Regions from separate parts of the Bicyclus anynana genome. Here region 1 is linked to region 2. The links are chromatin contacts, called in public Hi-C maps. All regions are on one chromosome and are shown on one strand. Each heading gives the region's core, a stretch centred on a gene start, on an enhancer-like site or on the middle of the called end of the contact. The rest is flanking DNA. Distances are from core to core; before and after follow the strand shown. Region 1 holds the start of LOC112045552 (sperm flagellar protein 2-like). Region 2 holds the start of LOC112045543.

Region 1 (3,717 bases), core at 726-3,225, 200 kb before region 2:
GTTCTAAACTATACTCAGAGGCACAATTATTCACCCACTTTTATATCATTATCAACCCATATACGGCTCACTCCTGAGCTCAAGTCTCCTCTCAGATTGAGAGGGTTTAGGTCAATAGTCCACCTTACTGTCCCACACACACGCAGAGAATTAAGAAAATACTCTGGTATGCAGGTTTCCCCACAATGTTTTCCTTCACTGTTTGAGACACCTGATATTTAATTTCTTAAAATGCACACAACTGAAAAGTTAGAGGTGCATGCCCTGGACCAGATTCGAACCCACACCCACCAGAATCGGAGGCAGTGGTCATATCCACTGGGTTATCACAGCTTTTTAATATACTTGTGTCATATTAAAGTAATATTAAAGTGGGTGGGTAATTGTGCCTCTGAGTATATTTGACAGTATACCTTATAGATTTATAGTGAGTATTCTGCAATAAACTTTTGTTTAATTACTTTAATCTCAACAATTCTGTCGGCTGCAAAGTAATACTAGTGACGTGTACAACTATGTTGTGATACTTATTAATGTGAGGGTCATTCGTCGACGTGTAATTTTTGAATCCTTGTTGATACACAATCCATATCGGGCGAGATCTCTGCTTTCGGTGGTGTGTCTAAAGAGAGGTTGAGGTTCTCCAGAGACTGGCAACGCTTTGCTGGGCTCTTGAGGTCACCAGAGTAAGTACTTGTTGAAGGCTCCAGGATGTTGTACTTGGAGTCACAGCTTCCGTCGTTGACGTCGACCCCCATCGCGTCGGAGTTTTCACTTTTAGTTCTGTGTCTAACGGGTAACACGTACGGACACAGTCTGTTTTTATTCGTCGTACGTTTCATACAGTAGCCCACGGTGACGTTCGATACGTACCGCGTGTTAAGACGCATCACGCCCAAATTAGATCTAGACTCGAGTAAATATTCGCGACGCGCCTCGGTTATTGCACTCAACATACCCAAATCTTGTAATGCTTTATCTAAGTTATCCAGGTTCATGTGGCGACGAGTTCTCTGTGAACAAGGTGATCCGGATGAAACAAACGCCGCTACGACGCGAGTCGGGACCGCTTTCTATTTATGATGCCACAAAGTTACATACACTTTTTTCGAATTCATTACATTTCATCGTGGAGTGATCACGGTAATATTTAAGTAGGAAATAATGAAAGACCGTGCGAAAATAAACATCACAAAAAAGTCATAATAAGTGATGACATTTCAAATTGACGTATGTATGATCGCTGAGCTGAGTTGCCATTTTTTTTGTATCAGTGAGTGAATGAGAATGAGAGCAATGAGCAACCATAGATTAAAAAAAAAACCGGCCAAGTGCGTGTCAGGCTACGCGCATTGTAGGGTTCCGTAGATTAAATTAGCACTTTGAACTCTGATTTAATGCACAAAAATACCGATAACTATACACCACGCTATAGGATAGACGATAAAAAATTCATCTTCACTTTGCATGTAGGGAAGGAACCCCAAAATTTTTATTTTCAAATTAATTCATCCCATCCCATAACATGCCTATGACAGACAGCCGGGAATGGTGAAATTATAAGGATTCCTTGTGGACTACGGAATCGTAAAAATCTATGGGAGCAACCAAGATCAGTAACTTATTGAGCGACGTAACGTAACACTTGCTTCAAGCAAATTCACAGCACTTTTCAGACAATGATAAGTTTGTTTATATCTAATGAGACGGTTTGTTAGACTCTACTACCACTACCTAAGTAAAGAACTAAATACTACTGAATAAGTACAATTTTACGATGTCAGAGTCGTGAGATTCGTCTATAGGTCAAAACTTATATTGAAACTCATTTGAATGATTCGTTTTCATTCATAGATTTTTTATACCTATTTTTTAATTTATAAATTTATTTGGCATACAAAATGGTTGCCATTTTATTTTCTGCTTCTTATTGTATTTATCAGCTGTGAAATTTAATAAATATAAAATATAAGAATGGCTGAAATGTTAAAGGAGTGGTTAACCAAACGCTTAAAGCGACCTATGATTTGGAAAGCTGAGGAATTTGGAGACAAAATGAAAAACGGGTACATTATATCTTGTGTTTTACAAAGCTATCATGTGATAAATGATGAAAAACATTATCTTGTAAGGTCAAGTAACATAGATGTCGATATTAAAAACAATTGGTTACTGCTGAAAGAATGGTTGCGTGATATAGAAATAAACTTAACAGATGATGATATGCAAAACATTATAAAAGGGAGTGGGTCAACATTACTTCGTCTATTTTATCAACTCTTTCTTCATTTAGACAAGCTGGATCGTACTAATTTTATAAAACAAGAAAGAAAAAAAGTTTCGAGTTTAGTTGATAAAATGTCACATAGATTTACAGTACATAGGGTAGAAGAGAAAACAGAATCCTTTGTAGATGATTTGTCAAAACCTTTACTAGATCAGAAAAAGTTTATTGAATGGCAGAGAAAAAAAGCGAAGGAGATTCAGGAAACGTATGACTACGTACGACACAAATATTCAAAAATGTTAGCAAAGATAGATGAATCTAAAACTCCGTTGCAACATCCAGAAGGGGAGGTGTATAAAAAGACTGTAAGAAATAAAAAAGAAATGGAACAATTTTCATTAAGATATCCCTGTGAATTCAAAAATTACACCTATGAAGATCTGCTTAATTTAGAACAAAAAGCAATAGAGAGGCAAAAAACACTCATTGATACTGAATGGGCTAAAAATTATATGGATAACCTTTACGTTAAAATGCACAAAAAGTCAGATTCAGAAGAATTTCAAAAACAAATGAGAAATGTTATAAGTGCTTCATTGTGGGATGTTTCTATCGTTGAAGAAGAAACTAAATTGGATACAGAACTATCAAAGAAAGTGATGAAATTGTCGCAATTTGAGAAACAAATGTGTACTCAAATTATGGAAACTAAACAACAAGCTCGTAACTTAGTAAATAATAGAATTCAGGGAGAAAGAGAGTTTTCTGATCAAAGAATGCAACAATTTAACCTATTTCTTGATAATGTAAAAGAAGAAGTCAATTTAGGACTAGCTGAAATTGACTTTGAAAAGAAAAGGCAGAATATGCTGCATAAGAAATTGTTTTCTGAAAAAGTAAAAAGAAAACGACAACATTATTATGAAATATGTTACGATACGGTTCTAGCAATTATTGATTTTGCCACGATCTATGCTTATTACAAGAGATTATTAAATGACGAAATACCTGAATATTTTATCCGCGAATGGAAAGCTCTGTACTACAAACAACAACCTATATTCGATATATTTCAGCCAACAGAAAATATTATAAGAGTTGACGAAGAGCCTTTACTTGGAGAAGAAGAAATTATTAGGTTGGAATTAGATAGGCAAGAGGCTTTGAATGATAGTGAATTCTATGAGTACCACAATTATTTACAACCTTGGACATTGAATTCATTGATTCCAAATTACAATCCTGAAGCTGAGGAAAGAAAATATGAATATTTAGGATCTAATGTATTGGGACATGTAGCGTATACTCTCCTTGAAATAAAATACCCGTATCCACCACAAAGACCGCCAGCTAATTTACCTACTTTTTCTACAAAGGCTATTGTGCGAGGTCTGCCTGATAAATCAATTGTAATTGCATTGCAAAAACTACTAACTAACCAAAAAGTTCATGTTGTGCGAATTGAATATGCTATTAATTTTTGTCTCAGG
Region 2 (4,078 bases), core at 713-3,212:
ATTTTAACAGTTCTAATATTATTATGCTTTATTGTCTTAAACTTGATATTTTTGTGATAGTCACGAAATTAACCGTTTGTTAGCTTGAAAATTACGCTTACTTCAAACTCACATCTGCATGTTTATTAAGTACAGAATTCTCTCATGGTAACAGAAATCTCAATCATAAGCCAATAGAAATGGCGTGTATGGGTGACAGTTGTGTGCATATGGTTGTAACGTGTATTGGTCCCGATGTGCATGACGTCATGCCGATCGCGACCAGCGACCAACACACGATCAGTTGTATCGGACATCAAGCCGTTAGCGCTGCAGGCATGTGGGCATATCGGATGGTGAGTGGCTAGCTATTATAAAGACAAAAATACAAGAAAATCGCACACTGCGTAAATTTTCCTTACTCTACACTTTAAATCCAGCTACCGCTATTTTACAACTATGTTCATATAACTAGAGAGGAGTTTTAAGTTCGTCTTTTTCTCTCTAGACTAGATAGACAGAGAGACATAGTGACGACTTAAAGGCTCACACTATGTAGTAATAAATTATTAAATCATTATGTATTATACAATAGCGCTACTCTGTCGGCGACACTGGTCTCTAATAATAATAATTAAAATGCAACACGCCATATTGACTTGTGATTTAGATGTCTATGCTTTTTACATTTTAAAGACGAACATAGCGCGCCTGTTCAGTTGCAACGAAGTTCGGAGCATCGACGCTAGTTGGCGCGGCAGTCCCATCAGACGGGGGCTTTCCCTCCACGAAGTTCGCCGCAAGTACCACGAGGGCGCTGGCGTGCAAGCGAGGGTTAACTCCGGCCAACTGCCTTGTTTATCTTTATCTCTGAAATACGATGATTTTGTAGTTTTTAACACATTTTCTTTAATAAATTGCTTTAGAGGGGCCGTGTATCAAAGTTATTTGACGATAGACGAGCGACAAATCTCGGAAATCTCTAGCAGTTTTTTTAAATGTTTTATTTTCTCCGGGAAGCAGTGTTGCCAGAAGGTTACTTTTGTAACCTTTTAGGTGATTTTTTGACTGCATTGGTAACTTTAAGGTTACATTAATAAAAAGGTTACTTTTACGTGATATTTAGGAATTTTTAAAATTTACTTACAATTTCGTATATCTAAAACAGAACGGTCGTTAAATCAAGAAATGCGGACAAATGCTCAAGAAATCATCGATGTTTCTGTGTCAATCTCACTATAAATGAAGACGTTACAATTGACGTTGCGAAATAAGTAAGTTGCAACTTGCAGTCACATTGAATTTCTTAAAAAAATCAAGTATGAATTTAAGAAATTAACGTCATTTTTTTTTAATTCTTGCTCTTTATTTGTATTTTTCTTATCCCATGAGGAATTACTTAAGATGATTCTATTTACGAGTAAAATGTCCTTCAGTTTATAGTAATTTAGTACTTGGCTAATATTCGTAACAGACAGTTAATAAACAAAAAAACAAAATTATTTTAGCCCCCAGAGGCTGAAATGGCGGTTTAGCCATGCTGTGGAACGCAAAAAGCAAGAGTAGTTAGTGAAAAGGTTACTTTTTTAATATTTCGGGTAACTTTTCACAAGACCCAACTGGCAACACTGCCGGGAAGCGCCAGATGATAATTAAGTAAGTGTTGGGGGTTAAATTTAACGAATTTTTGTTTTCACACTTAAGGGGCCACTGTTGCCTGTAGTTTTATCGGATGTCCTTCCGTTTGCGCTGCAAGAACATGAGCTTATTGAATAGTGAGTGGCTAAGTAGGTATAGGTATATTTAATAGTTAGAACTCACTTTTCTACATCTTCTTTTTCTTTATCATTACTTCGTTTGGGCTTTCGACTGGTTGAGGTTGCTCTAAATCTATAGTATTTCGGCATATTCCAATAAGAATTTATCAAAAATTATGGCAAAACAATTCTTATAAAATAAAGTGACTTACGCTACGTAGAATCATAAAATGACAAGCTATGTCAAAGAGCTACGTTGGCTAACCAAATTCACTGGAATTTGACCTTTCGAAATTTTTTTTTGGATCATCCAGTAGGTATCCTCTTTGGTTTATATACTCAAAGAATATATTACTTTTTTAGGTATTAGTTTTAATTTTAATTTATTTTAATTTTGTAGTTGTAGTTGTATTGATATTTCCTTATATTTTATTTTTATAATAAGTTTAGCCTATTTATGTACCTACTTGATTAATAAAAGTATATTTCGCCTTTATAGACTACGAAAAAAGGTAGATACTATATCATCTGTGTTAACGATTGCAAATTTCCAAAACTTTGCCGTACGTTATCAAAATTCTGTTTATCAATTAATTGAAAAATATTAGGGGTTATAGTATGAAATTGCCGATTTGTACTGAAAATCTAAATTGTTTATTTTTTAATTTTTAACAAATTTATTTAATCAAAATAGTTGTAGATAATAATTATCTATACATTGATCCCATCTAATGGGAAGGTCATTAATGCTTATGCAATAGAACTCCGACGATCTAGACTGCACAAACTGTGTGAAAGAATTTTGTACTGACTCCTGGGAAGAAAACTTCTTGTCACGTAGATAATTGTCCAAATCACGAAAAAAATGGTAGTCCGTTGGAGCAAGGTCTGGTGAATACGGAGGATGACGAATAGTTTCTAACTGCAGTTCCTGAAGGGTTAAAGTGGTTTCTCGTGCTGTGTGAGGTCTCGCGTTGTCGTGGAGCAATAATGGTGAAGATCGATTCATGAGTCGGGGCTGTTTAACTGCTAGTTTTGTCAACATGGTTCGCAGTTCGGCACAATAGACATCTGCCGTTATTGCTTGACCAGATCGGAGAAAACTATAGTGAATAACACCATGCTGAGACGACCAAACAGTTATCATTACCTTTTTATTGGTAAGTTTCGCTTTAGGACACTGTTGTGACATTTGACCTGGGGTCAGCCATTGCATTTTTCTTTTCCGGTTATCATAAAGAATCCACTTTTCATCACATGTTACAATTAGATCCAATATTCCTTCATTTCTGTACCCGGTCAACAAGGCAACACAAGTTTCAACACGCGTTTCTTTCTGCAGATCAGTCAAATCATGAGGCACCCATTTTTCGTACTTTTTTATTTTATTGATTTGACGCAAGTGAGTCAATATTGTGGGTAAGGTAACGTTAAACCATGCCGCTAATTCCTGGATAGTTTGACTAGGATCGGCTTCCACTATCTCTCTTAATTCATCGTTATTCACCTGTGTGGGCGGTCTTCCTCGTGGCTCATTCTTTAAGTCGAAATTTCCATCACGAAAGCGTTTAAACCAAAATCGCACGGTGCGTTCATTAGTAGACCCCTCTCCAAACGCAGCATTGATGGGTTTGAGTAGGGTATGGAAGGGTAGGTGTAGGGAGTAGGGATTAACGCGGACGAAGTCGCAGGCGTCCGCCAGTATTATACAATACAACACTACAACATCAAATATTATATCAAATGAATCTATCAATATGAAAGATGGATTGTCTCTTTTAGATGATTCCCGTATGTTGAAAAGGAAAAAGTTTTATACGTTTATAGAAGTCAAGGACGTCAGATGCCGTAACCGTAACGAGTTTAATAATGTTGTATGATTTTTTTAAATTAGCTGCTTATAGCTGTTTATTTTTTTTCAAATATACTTTTATATCTTTATTATTATTTTATTACATTTATATCAAAGTCCTCCGCCGCGTCTGTCTGTTCGTGATATCGGAAGTAACTGAACGGATTTTCATGCTATTTCAATGATTTATGAGAAAGATCTAAGAACCTAATTTGGTTCAGATATCAATCCTTTTTTTAAAAGTCATGGTTCTCGCATAATTTATGAGAAACCATAGATATAAAAACTGGATTTCACGTCCTACAAAGTTTCGGGCGTACGCTAGTCATAAATTACAACTTCAAGGATTTTATCTGGCAATGATTGTAAAAAATAACAATGCTATACAATTTATTTTTACTCTGTCCTTTAAAATATTTTTTCTTAGTTGTCACACTTCTCTATAATGTCATTGTCAAATGTATGTCATTTGTCATGTGTCAAATTTCAA

What was found. Hi-C and Micro-C count contacts between places; a contact is called where the count stands out from the background.
Region 1: a Hi-C map of whole larva shows a contact between it and region 2, with 4 times the contacts expected there. The contact joins the promoter of LOC112045552 here to the promoter of LOC112045543 in region 2. A contact is called at or near these places in 2 of 2 Hi-C or Micro-C datasets (whole body and whole larva).

What each region holds. Positions count from the first base shown.
Region 1 is chr19:11,923,158-11,926,874 of ilBicAnyn1.1, reverse strand. It overlaps LOC112045552 (sperm flagellar protein 2-like), which reads left to right and starts at 1,975. Exons shown (of 2, transcript XM_024081780.2): 1 at 1,975-3,717. The coding sequence starts at 1,975.
Region 2 is chr19:11,718,254-11,722,331 of ilBicAnyn1.1, reverse strand. LOC112045543 reads right to left here and starts at 1,962. Exons shown (of 2, transcript XM_024081769.2): 1 at 1,801-1,962; 2 at 1-849. The coding sequence starts at 1,886. The coding sequence ends at 663. It overlaps LOC112045542 (vacuolar protein sorting-associated protein 11 homolog), which reads left to right and starts at 4,064. Exons shown (of 17, transcript XM_052887378.1): 1 at 4,064-4,078.